Regions from separate parts of the Zea mays genome. Here region 2 is linked to region 1. Evidence: chromatin contacts called from public Hi-C data. All regions are on one chromosome and are shown on one strand. Each heading gives the region's core, a stretch centred on a gene start, on an enhancer-like site or on the middle of the called end of the contact. The rest is flanking DNA. Distances are from core to core; before and after follow the strand shown. Region 1 holds the start of LOC100280588. Region 2 holds the start of LOC103639093.

What was found. A called contact is a pair of places that touch in the nucleus more often than the background predicts.
Region 2: a Hi-C map of leaf shows a contact between it and region 1, with 4 times the contacts expected there. The contact joins the promoter of LOC103639093 here to the promoter of LOC100280588 in region 1. A contact is called at or near these places in 12 of 25 Hi-C or Micro-C datasets (bundle sheath, ear, endosperm and 5 more) and 1 of 3 datasets of contacts at active chromatin or transcription factors (leaf).

What each region holds. Positions count from the first base shown.
Region 1 is chr1:141,677,383-141,684,142 of Zm-B73-REFERENCE-NAM-5.0, forward strand. LOC100280588 reads left to right here and starts at 3,829. Exons shown (of 2, transcript NM_001153507.1): 1 at 3,829-4,123. The coding sequence starts at 3,937.
Region 2 is chr1:142,184,734-142,191,493 of Zm-B73-REFERENCE-NAM-5.0, forward strand. It overlaps LOC103639093, which reads left to right and starts at 3,407. Exons shown (of 1, transcript XM_008661897.4): 1 at 3,407-6,760. The coding sequence starts at 3,741. The coding sequence ends at 6,464.

The sequences.
Region 1 (6,760 bases), core at 2,579-5,078:
TCTACGTAATCTGTCGTGGCCTCCGCTTGTGTGTCACACCCTTGATTCCACGAAGTCACATCCTAGCCTTCGTGGGACTAGGAGTTCGCATCTGGGACAAGGCCTTCAGGGTGCGTCTAAGGCTGTAGTGAGCCCCCTCCTCGTCTGACGTGGACATTCGCCTTTGCCCCTATCGAAGGAAGATGAGTGGAGACTGATGCAGCCTGATCCGAAGTACCCTTCGATTGATGCACCTGTATAAGAAACGTCTGGTCGTAGCCGGGTTAGACAGATCAAGGTTGTGTTCGACCTCCGCTCCAACAGCCCGCTCATCTGTCATGCATATACATTGTTAGTGGTAACTTCGTCTTCGGTGCGATGTTTGTACAATAGCCTTAGCTAAAGGTGTCCTTCAGCAATTGTTTTGTTACACTTAAAACAAGCTAAAGAATAAATGCTGAGTTAGTGTTTTGATGACCTTCGAAAGAGAAAAGGTCCCCAACAAACATATTCTACGAGGTGAAAGAGCCCGTTGCAGGAATTAAGGTTGACTCTTTCTTTTCCAGCCAATCCAAATGATTCCTCTCTCTAAATATTAAATATTTTCAGCTTTAATTTAATCAACTTAGACTGTCTCTAGCGGATAATATAAAATAGGGGACGTGAAACTGTAGATGACACTGTTTGACACTTTTTGTAGAGTGAACTTTAAAATAGGGGATGAGATAGGGGATGGAATTAGGGATCTGCTAGAGATTGACTTAGAGTTATCTAAGAATAAGCTTATTAAATGTATGGATTTTATTGTTGGCTCTTAATGACATGTTAATAGTATAGAGCCTTCAGATGATTCTTCTATCCTATGAAGGAATACTAGCAGCTGCTCGCTGCGAGATAGCATGCTAGCATGATAGCGCTAGATTCTCTATGGCGTTCCCTCAGGCTATCCATAGTAGTTCCTCTAAATTTCTCTTCATATATCCTAATTTTCGGTCATATCATCCAGATTTCTCCCTCTATTTTACTACCCACATCAGTTTTCTCTATATCACCTCTCTATACTCCACCACAATCATATAATATTATTTTCCTTCGACTAACATAACTATATATTCTTCTCACTTTTTCTTTTACTTCTCACCTTTTCTTTTACTTTAACAGAAATAATTGTTTTGCACCAAATAATGGGTAACTTTTTAACTTGTTATTATTTTATTGTTGTAAATAAACAAACAAATCGCACAAAAGTACGTCACAAAAAATCCAAACAAAAAACATTGTTATCTTTTACATAGGTGACAAGGTCATCTAAGAATTTGCTTGATTCCTTTTAAATAGAAAAATAAATATAACATACGTTGGCACTCATGAATACTCCATCCGTTCATAAATATATCACATCGTTGACTTTTTTAAAAACTTTCACCACTCGTCTTATTCAAAAAAATAATGAGTTATCATTTATTTTTTTTATGATTTTCTTTATCACTTAATACAGTTTGTTAAAATTTTATAGTTTTGAATAAATATTTTGAATAAGACGAGTGGTCAAAGTTTTTGAAAAAAAGTTAACGGTGTCATATATTTGTGAACGGAGGTAGTGCTAAACAAAGCGACAAACGCATAGTGTGGAGGTCACGAGAACCATCGTGAATGGAAATATAGTGGCCGATCAGACTTGGAGGGAAAGAGAGTATTAGGTTGTCTCCAGCAACGTCCTCTATATTCATACTTTATATCCGTCCTTTACAGTCTTCTCTAAAAGATCTCATCATCTCTATCTTCTTCCTCTTTAACAACATCTTGTAAATCACGTCCTCTATACACAAATACCTATATTAGAGACATTTTTATTTTTTTATTTTTGTACATACGTATTTGTCATACTCTTAAATGTATTGTACATATTTTAGTTTTGCTAAACCGGTTATTTAAAGTATTCAAATGGATAGAGGATCGTTTAGAGAAACTTTATATATAGAGAAACTAGCCGCGTTCTCTAAATTTAGAGGACCATTTAGAGAACGCTGCTGGAGAGTGTAGGAGAACATTTAATCATTTATATTTAGGGTAGAGGAGCTTTTAAAATATCTTGCTGGAGCCGGTCTTAGGCTGTCTCCAGCAGGAGACTGTAAAGGTTTTGTACTCTAAATATAGAGGACGGTCAGGTCCTTTATCCCTCCAGCAAGGAACTCTAAAGCGTCCTCTAAAATTTAGAGGATGGCATGCGTCCCCTATCTATAGAGGGTGCTCTATACACTGTACACCTTTTTGTGTCTGTACGGTCACGTGGTGACGAGTAGTAAAAAATAATATAGAATGTCAAATCTAGTACACTGTTGATATAGAGGATGAAATTTAGGGGATATTGCTGGAGATGAAGAAGATATAGAGTACATAATATTTTAGAGAGTGCTGTAAAGGACAAAAAATATTCCTTTAGGGGATCAAATTTAGGGGACGTTGCTGAAAACAGCCTTAGACTATGTCCAGCAACAAACTGTAAACCGTTTGGTGGTCTCGTTTTTTGCTCCAACAACGTACGCTACACCCTCCTCTAAATTATAGAGTGTGTAGCTCATGCACCAAATATAACATTTACTCTATCTGATATCGTGTGGACGCTCGATCGATGTGATTGGCTGGTGCATAGGGCTGGAAATGGATGTCTAGAAATCCGAATTATCTGTATTCATATTTATATTTACTAAAACTACTAATATGGATATCCGTATCCGTATTCGATTTCAATACAGATATCAAATCGATGTATCTGAATTCGATTTATAGTACTTTTCTCTATCAGATTCCATATTCGTATTAAAAAAACCATGAAACATCCTATACTATCTGTATTCGTGAAAAAATATGTTCATGAAATCATTTAAAACTTAACTTTATCACTAATTACCAATTACAAATGATTTTAAGTTTAATAATATACTAGAAAAATGATATATATCATTTAAAATATTTTAAAAATATTTGTATGATAAATAACTAAATATATCAACCTTATATTTCTAGCGATATTCAATAATAAAATTCAATATATTTTATAAACATTCAATTATAACTCTCCACTTTATCTTAGAGAACACATCTCAACGAAGTTCCATAAACATTCAACTGTAACTCTCCACTTTACAATATATAGATAAATTTCTTCATGTTTTCATTTAAGTTTTGGTACACACATTTGATATCAATTTTAGTTTACTTGTATTTGTACAAATGTCACTTATTAAATATCGCGTGTTGTTGTTTACCTTTTGTTACATGATTCGATAGTTTAAAAATATTATTTATATAGTTTTGTTAACTTGGATATGGAGTATCATAAGAAATCTATTTTAATTTAAGTTTGTTTTGACTATCTATAAACTTGTACTTAAATAAAAATCCACATATACATATGTTAAATTTTATGGTATGTTGTTTGAGTTGAATTGAGTAAATATCCGAATAAGAATTCGGATTTGACTATCCGTTTTGTATTCGCATCCGAAGATATTCGAATTTGTATTCGAATCCGTACTAAAATATAGTAAACTGTAACATTCAAATTCGTATCCGTGCGTATTCGATCCGTTTCCACGTCTACTAGTGCATTGCCTTCAGCCATGGTGAAGTACGAAATGTGATCAATGTGTTAGGTCTCGTTAACCTCCCAACCAATCAAATGCTACTTCTACACAATTAATGAAGAGAAAATGCGTTGGATTTTTTTTTTTGTTAATATGGCTGTCACCGACTCACCGTGCGGTGCGCGCACACCGCCCTCCACATGCCGACATAATTCCACGCTGCCCCACCACGCGGACTCGGGGCGACCATTATTCCTCTTCACGCTTCACACGCACCGCCCGCAGGCCGTCATCCCACGCATTCGCATCCTTCCCCGCTCTCGCTCTCTCAGCCGCAGAGCCACTCGTGTCGGTGACGGCGGCGAAGGCAATGTCATCCCTCCGCCCGTCCCTCCTGCTCGTGGTGTCGCTGCTCGCGGCGGCTCTGCTTGCAGCGGCGCCGTCCTCCGCGTCTCGCGACCTCCGCCCGCTCCAGGCGAGCTTCGTCGTGCGCGGCCGCGTCTGGTGCGACAACTGCCGCGCGGGCTTCGAGACCCCCGCATCCACCTACATTGCCGGTTCGACGCCTCACCGTTCCCTCCCTCTCGTATGGCTTTGCTATGCTACTGATATGCTTGCTGAATTCGAATAAACTTCCCCCCTCCCCTTCTGGATCTGGCTGTGTACATACTGTTTGGTTCAACGGAGTGTTGTTTGGATGCGCTTTACTGCTCTGGGCGTGTGAGAATGGCGTCGAGCCTCGTACGTCCTTAAACTACAAAGTCGGCTGCATGTTTAGTGTTGGTTTGTGCAGAAGGTTAGCGCTCGTCCTCCTCGTCCATGACAACATTGCACGTGTAACTTGTTCGATTCCACAACAGATTTGTTCTAGTTAGATCCACTTGTGTTTTCTTTTTCTTTCTCTCTCATTTTGACGAATATCTGGTTCTGATACGAAATGTCTAGTTGCGCTAGGGGATCTCGCAGACGTGCGCTTAATACATGCTAGCTAAATGGACATGAGTGTGCAATCTATGGATCCATTGGCTTTTAATATTTTGGTGGTGATGAATAGTCAAGCGAGATCTAGGATGTTAGGTGCTCGCTCCGACCACTGTTCGTAGACCGTGGACTTCTTGATCGGGACATGGAGTAGTTTATGATTCTCTGTACTCAATACTCAGTAGTACATTGTTGGACATTGGATCTAGATCTGGCCATACTCCTTATGTTTGATGGTGCTGCCAATTAATGAATCAGAACAGTGAGTCGTCTTTAGATCTCTGCACTCTGAAATAAATAAATAAATTATATATTATAGATGAACCAATCTTGTTTATAGGAATGCATGTTTCTCTGGTGTCTAGGGAAGCAGTCATCACTGAACTCGAATAAAAAATTAGAAATACTCAATCTTTGTTGTCCAAACTTTGATGTTATTGATGTCATAGTGGACAATATAGAAATGATGTTGAGTTGTTGACTACCCCAGACTGACATTCATACGTCGTGTTATATTTGTAGCTAGAGAAGGTTTTCTGAATTAGAGTGAATACGTTAGTTTGCCCCAGGCAATACCACGGTGGTATGTGTCTTAACCTGTATAACTGCTGTCATTCTAGCAGGAGATAATTGTTATCTTTTTTTGTATTTATACCAGGGAATATGTCACTTTATTCTTTTCGAAGGACAGTTACTTTTGTCTTTGAACATTATAAAGTAACATAGCATGAAACTCAACTGCTGTGTATTTTCTAAACTGCAGCTGCACATGATTCATCTTGTCTGTGTACTGCGAAACAGTGTAAGAAATGGAAATAGTGGTCTTCAAGATCACATGATCTTTTAAATTACATGCAACTACAAAGCAGACTTGAGAAGCAATAACTGCCCAAAAGTAAAGCAAAAACACTACATCCAATTGAAATAAATACCTCTTATGATTCCATTCTATTTCAAAGAAACCATTGCCCTCCTTATGGATTTGTGCAAAAGGCCCTTTCCCTCTTTAGCTGTAAGCTGCATATAATCATGCTACCGGAACATGAGGTATTTACTTTTTTGCATTCAAATGGCAACTATAATTGTTAACCAGTGGTGTGGCACAGGCAAACAAGATGAAATCTTTGGTTCCTTATCTGTTGTATTTCAGAGTTCAGAACTTAAAACTTCTATAGGTATTGTTCACACTAATTTATATTTTATTAAAGATTACAATTACAAAAGGCACTAGGTGCTCTCTAGGTGGTGACCCTCCACATAGAGCTTAGACGTGCCTAGGTGTTTCCTAGGCATTTACGCCAGTATATACTATTGTATATGTAAGTGACTAACTATATGAAATAAGCACCATCATGTGTGTAATTCTTATTGCTATAGTGCCAGATAGGAGGATATGAGATCAAAAACAACAAACAAAAGTATATCTGTTAGTATCGTGTGAGAAAATATAACTTCTATGGGGCAGAATATAAGCAATCAGTAGTAAGGAAGTTTCTAGGAATTCTTAGAAAAGTAAGGAGCCAGATCACAAAATTGCTCTACCTTATCTTGTATATGCGGTCCTGAGCATCTCTCTTCCGTGGGCTCATTTCCTTGGAATCATACAAACTTCTCCGTTAGGACATCAGATACATGGTGTCATCACCCATGTGAGAATATGCATGACCAGGATTGGCTTAGTCTGAAATTTAGCTCCCACTTGGAGTTGAACCTAGGACCTTAGGAGTGCTACTAGATCCACCTAGCCAACTTAGTTGGAGGCCCTTTCGCTTTTCTAGTATCATTAAGAAATGAAAAAGTATTGCTTAGAGGCATATATGTTACAATATGATATGGCGGAACAAATTTTGTAAGCTAGGCCAGGCATAACCTGACATTTTGGAATATTATTGCTTAGAAAACAGGGCAATACTTGGCAGGCATTGTATGCATGCTCCATCATAGTGTTCTACTATTTTTTCTCGAATACGTAGGAGAACTACACATTAATTATATTAAGAACTAAGAAGAAAGAGAAAGGTCCAAAGTAGACCGAACACAAGGCGCCATTTTGGCAGCCATATAAAGAAAGGAAAAACATGAAGGACAGGAAAAACACAAACAACCACCCAGAAGAAACTATGGCCATTCTTCTGAGGGCTATTGCCCCAGCCAGTGTAAACAACGAGACTCTTAGGGGGTGTTTGAATGCACTAGAACTAATAGTTAGTTGG
Region 2 (6,760 bases), core at 2,157-4,656, 510 kb after region 1:
TCCGATGCACAGGACAGTGAATAGTAGCTGCCCGGTGCACAGGACAGTGAATAGTAACTCTGTCCTGTGCACAGGTCAGTGAATAGTAACTCTGCCCGGTGCATAGGATAGTGAATAGTGACATATCCTGTGCATAGGACAGTGAATAGTGACCTGTCTTGTGCATAGGACAGTGAATAGTAGCCTGTCCGGTGCACAGGACAATGAATAGTAGCCTGTCCGGTGCACAGGACAGTGAATAGTAGCATGTCTGGTGCACAGGACATTGAATAGTAACCTGTCCGGTGCACCAACGGCTACCTCTTCCAGGGAAGGAAACTGCCAATCAGATCCGTTATTGTTCACTGTCCGATGCGCCACCGGACAGTCCGGTGCACCCGCAACCAGGGAAGGCTGGGAGCTTCCAAATGAAGCTCCAACGGCTCCTAGGCCCTTTGGGGATATAAAAGGGACCCCTAGGCGCCTCAAACAAGAACACAAGTGCAGCCAACAAGTCCATACATCATTTGGATCAATTCTTTCTCTCCCTCTCTTATGTATCTCTCTAGTTTGTGTAGAGGCGAAGTTATAAGCCTTTAGAGAGAAGGGAAGTGCTGCTGAGAGCTAGAGCAATATCTTGAGCGCATTGTTACTCTGCCGGAGTGCTGTCGAGAAGATTGTAAGCATCCACGGCATCGTTGTAACTGATATCAACATAGTGGAAGGCTCTACCTGTCGCACTGACAGATCTGAGCAAACGGGGGAAGGAGTTGAAATAGACTCCAAGCCAAGGTGTGGCTAACTCCAACGAGGACTAGGCAAGCATTTTAGGCTTGGCCGAACCACGGGATAAATCCCTGTGTATGTGTGCTCTGCTCTGTGTTGTGTGTTGTTTCTCTGTCTTATTTGTTGTTTATACTTGCACTTCAATATTTATATGTGGTACAAGCTGTCTTCGAAGTGCAGGGTATTTTAAGACAGGAACTTCAATTCCGCTACAACCTACTCGAAGGGTCTTTCATTCCACTGTGATCCAGCCTTCGAGTAGAGTAAGAATTTCAAGTTATAAAGTGATAATTATTATTCACCTATTCACCCCCCCCCCCCTCTAGGCGACATCCAGATCCTGTTCCCGGGCATAGGGAACTTTCATTAATGGCATTTAAAGAGAGCATGTATAACTCCTCAATCTCCTTGTCCTCTTGATCCAGTTACTACAACATTGCATCAATAAACACCTTCCCCATATCCTAAAAAGTTAAAGCATGTAATTGAGGCATCACTCTCTTTGAACATTTACCTTGATGGCCAGGTTCAAATTTCTCACCACAAGTGAAACAAAGTCCATTGGCCCTTCTAAACTCCCTTATCTATCTTTCTTTGATCAACTCACTGGGATTGAGCCATGTTCTGATGTCAAGTTTCAGAGTATTTCCCATGGGTTTGTTAGCAGCCAGACCTTTTTGCAACTTCACCCTTCCTTTCTCCAGCACTTCTTGTTGTATTTGAGCAAGAACAATTGCTTTGTCCATAGATTGAGGCATATGAGTCATGATTGGACTCTGCACCTCTCCCTTCAACCCCTTCCATTGAGATACAAAGAAGATATCATCCAACTAAGGGTTGTGCATGGATGTAGCATACCTAGCTTCCTCAAACTCCTAGGAATACTCCTCCACTTAATTATTCTGATATAAATTCAAGAGATGCCTCACGACTTGGGAATACTCCTCCACCCCAAATTTTGCATTGACATCTCTAGAGAATTGCATCCAATTTCCCAATCCATGCTTCATCTTGTGCACTTGTAGCCACATCACAACATTGCCTTCCATGTACATGGCTGCAGATATTGCCCAAACTGCCTTAACAACTTGGTAGATGGTGAAGTAGTCTTGACATTTCTCTAACCAAATTCTAGGATCCGCCCTTGGAACTTGGGGAAAGAGTACTTGGGTTGTGCTGGTTATCCATGTCCTCCTGCACCCTGATCTCCAACATCTCTGAACCAGTTGGAATTTGCTCTTCTTTCTCCTCTTTTTGATCACCCTGATCAGGCCCCTCCTAATGACCTAGAGCCTATTTCTTCCAACTCTCTAGCCATCACCTCCAACTATAAACGCGCCACCACCTTACCAGGTTCCTCTATCTGGCTGGCCAGGATGGTGTGTTCCTCCTCTGCCTTTTTTGCCACCGTTGCTGCAAGTTCAGCTTGACCTTCCAGACATTGTTGACCAGCTTCCACCCCTTCCAACTTCTTCCCCAAATGGTCCAGCACCTTCATCATCTGCTCCCACTTCTCCTCCCCTCGCTGCTCTATAGACACCATTGCCTCCAGCATTAACCGGGTTTGAGCAGATGGTTTGAAATTTGGCATCGTCTTGATGACTTCCAGGGATCAAAGACTTTGATACTACTTGTTATGGCCCTTGGCCCACGGTATCACCAACCGAGGTGTGAGCTCTCTTCTCCTGATCTAGGTGGATCTACTCAGGTAAACCTCATCAGAGGTGAGGAAGAACACAGGTATGTGGCTAATCCTTTTAATGATTCGATTCCCTTTTCTGTTATTCGGATACAAGATTTATAGTGTCTAATAAGGCCCACGAGTGAATCTAGGATTAGGGCTTAATCCAGCCCAATACAATCCATTAATCCCTCCCAAACCTTTTTCTTAATCCTTACTCAGGCCTCGTTTGTTTGTGTCCGATTGCACCGGAACCGTTCCAGTTAATCAAAGTTTATATAAATTAGAGAAGCGATCCGGTTAGGAATTGTTCCGACCCACCAATCCGGCACAAACGAACAAGGCCTCAATCTACTAAGGCCCTGTTTGGATCCACCTAGTTTCTTAGAAACTGGTTTTTAAAAGCTGAAAGGTCTCCAAATAGGTCAGTTTTTTATTTAGTTTCTAAAAACTAGTTTATCAGTTTCTTAAAAACCAAGAAGCTGGTCTCCCCAGCTAAAACCAGTTTTTAAGAAACTAGGTGATCCAAACACCTTCTGCTAGTTTTTGTCAAAAGGTAGTTTTTAGAAACCAAATATAGAAACCAATTTTTAAAAGACTAGGGTGGATCCAAACACAACCTAAGCCATATCCACACAATCAGCCCTAACATGTCGTGCTCCCGTTTCTCAGTCCATCTAATCACCATGGCAGTAGAGGACACTACGGTCGTGCCGCGGCCGGCTGCACACTCAAGGCAACTCCAGCAGCTTCTCCTCCACTCCTTCTGCCACAACCACATGAAGGACTAGTTTAGACGCCCGTAAATTAGAAGGGATTAGAGAGACTAAAATCTCCTTATTTAATTTTCAATAAGAAAATTTTAGCCTCTAATTTACTTCGATTTTGTGGTTTCCAAACTAGCCCGACTCATAAATCGAGAACCATTTTGTGATTCCCAAACTAGCCTGACTCATAAATCGAGAACCGTGGCATGCAGTGTCAGTACACTGTCATGTGGGCCCTTGAAAGGAGGCAAGTGGGGGTATTCTGTGCTATAAAATGGAGAAGCTGCACAGGCGATGGATATCAAGGAATCAACAGAGAACCTCTTTACTGTTCATCTTCCTCTGTTCTCTAGTCTGTTCATCTTCCTCCATTCTCTAGTCTGTTCATCTTCCCCAGCTTTATCTCTCTTGTACCCAGATTCTCTTCCATTCTAGTACCTTGCTGTTATTAGTTGAGTTCAAGAGGCTAGTGCTGTTAACAAGTGGTATCAGAGGCGTTCGATCCTCGACTTCAATTTGCCAACGCCATGACTCTCAACGTCAAGCTCATCCTCGACGAGTTTAATAGGAGGTTCGACGAGTGGGAGACTCGCTGGGACCGACGCTTCTCGTCTGCCGCGTACATCGACCAACCGCCCACCCCGCCCAGCGTCAACCACCCCTCCTCCGACGCATCTGCCCGCGCGCCGTCCACCCGGGCTGCGGCCGTTGGGGCCGTCGTCATCGCCGACAACTGGGGCGGATGCTTCGATGACGGCGAGCGGTACTGCACAGCGCCATCCGTCATCGCCGACGACTGGGGAGGATTATTTGATGGCGAGGTCGCGAATGTCAACACCGAGTTCGCCGACCACTGGTACGGTCCATCCTCCACCGACCCCGACGCACCACACGATGCGGACGCCGACAGCTTCTTCATCAACACCGGCGAAGGGCCCGTAGAGCCAGTTTTTGGCGATACGGCCGTAGGCGCGCTTGGTGACGTGGGCGCTGTCCCAGATCTAGTGGAGGAGGAGGAGGTACCTGTCGACACGCCCGCCAAGTGTTTGATGAGAGTCCTCAACCGCAGCGACTACTACGTTTCCAACCGTGGCGACTACTACGGTCCATACACTTCCTCCACCGTCGACGCGGCGGCGGTGCTGCTCGCCGACGCGGCCGAGGCTCGACTCGACTGGCGCTTCGCCAAGCTGCCGCAGCCGCAAGCTGAGGAGGTGGACGAGCCGTTCCGCGACGTGGCGAACCCTCCGTCGCATCCTTCCATCGTCTACGAGTCGTACCGCGACGCGGCCGAGGCTCGACTCGACTGGCGCTTCGCCAAGCTGCTGCAGCCGCAAGCTGAGGAGGTGGACGAGCCGTTCCGCGACGTGGCGAACCCTCCGTCGCATCCTTCCATCGTCTACGAATCGTACCGCGACGAGGCCATGGCGGGAGCCGGTGCTAGAGCGCTTGCTGGCCGTTGCAACGAGCGGCCCGCAAGGGGACGCAATTCCTCCTCCGACGACAGATCCGAGCAATCCTACCTCACGCCCACCTGTGAGGCCACCAACAGGGCCCCTGCACCCGACAATAGGTTGATGGCGTCCGTCGACCACCGCCGACGCCAAACTCTGGACGAAGAAGGAGGTGTCGAGCAGGAATCGGGCGGTGCCATTGCCGACAAGGTGGAGGCTGTGGCGACGCACGAACTTCCTAGAGATGAGACCGGAGCAGAGGTCGCAACCCAGCAGCCATGGCGCCTATGTCGATCCACTTCGTCCCTGGTGATGATGGGTTCAGATGGAGCATGCATGGGGTTTGCAGCTACTCACCGTGGCGAGCTTGTCGCTGGCGGACACGCTGGAGGAGCACTCTGCTCCGGAGTTGTCGCAGTTTCCGTTGGACACGTGCGAGTTCACGTTCAACCGTGCGTCCGTTCCGCGGATGGAGCTGCTCACCCTGGGCATCCTCGAGGGGTGGGTGGTCGCCGACATCCCTTTCCCCTACATCTGCTACTTCGTGGCGCAGTTCTGGCAGGACGAGCGCCAGGCGATCTGCGAGCGCGCCGTGCAGCACCAACTACCTCAAGCATTGAGGAGGATGTACCCTTCGACACGCTCACCAAGTGTTCGATGAGGGTCCTCAACCGCGGCACCAACTACGGCCACAACACGGCCGCTTCACTGAAGACCAGTGGAAAGAGGGCCGAATTCATCGTCTCCATCGTCAAGGGCCGCGGCGGCTCGCTGTTCCGCGAGAAGATGATCGTGGGCGTTGGCGCTCACTTCATCGTCATCGTCGACGCGTCCAAGCTCGTGTCGCGCCTCGGCTGCATGGGCGCCAACCCCATCGAGGTCATCCCCTTCGACGCGCTCCACGCGCTGGGACTCATCTGCGGCCTCTTCGACGGCTTGCCTGGATCCCACACCAGGCGGAGGTCTGTTCCCGCCGCCGCCGCCAACGGGAAAGAAGACTCGAAACAGTACATCATCACCGACAACGACAACTACATCGTCGAGGACGGCATCCGCGGCGACCTGCGCGGCATCAGTGATCGTCTGCTTCAGATCACCGGCGTCATAGAACACGACATGTTCCTGGGCTACTTTTCCCACGCTGAAGAAGGTGGAGATGCGAGGACGAAGGTGCAGCTGACAGAGGCCGCGGAGCGTTGCTTCGACGAGCTGGTCGGAAGAGGCCTGCTCCGTCTCACGGTCGGAAGCAATGGAGCCGCGGGAGCCAGGATGCCCATCATGATCTGCTCCTTCGCGAAGGACGTGTATGACCATGAGAACTTCTGCACTGAGTCAGCAGCGAATAATCTTTCCGAAGTGCGACGGTTGTCCATCGTTGAGAACGAGGCTGACGATCGCATTGGTGAGGGGATGACAATGGCAGCATGGACGACGAGCATGGAAACAGTGGTTAAGCTAGAACAGGCCGGCGAGCGCCTGTGGGTCAAGATGGGCGGCCACAAGGTGCTCAACGTCGACAAGTACGACAACATCTTCGCCAAGCCAGGCGGCTCATTCCGCGGCCCCGATGTGCACGTCGAGACGGCCAGGAGAAATACTGTCACCTATAGCATTTTGGAGCAGAGAGACGCACAGAAGGTTCAGCTCTTCAAATCCATTAATAGTGGTGCTGTTTTTGGCTTTCCCGAGAATCTTGAGGAAGCTGCAAGAGCTAGTCTCATGAGTGGAATTAAGCAACCATGGCCTCCACCTATGGAGTTGAGCGATTGGATTTGTGCAGGGCCTCCGGCAACTTGACGATAAGGGTCAGCGGCTTGGGGGCAAGCCGCATTTTAAGCGTTGGGGAATGTCAGTACACTGTCATGTGGGCCCTTGAAAGGAGGCAAGTGGGGGTATTCTGTGCTATAAAATGGAGAAGCTGCACAGGCGATGGATATCAAGGAATCAACAGAGAACCTCTTTACTGTTCATCTTCCTCTGTTCTCTAGTCTGTTCATCTTCCTCCATTCTCTAGTCTGTTCATCTTCCCCAGCTTTATCTCTCTTGTACCCAGATTCTCTTCCATTCTAGTACCTTGCTGTTATTAGTTGAGT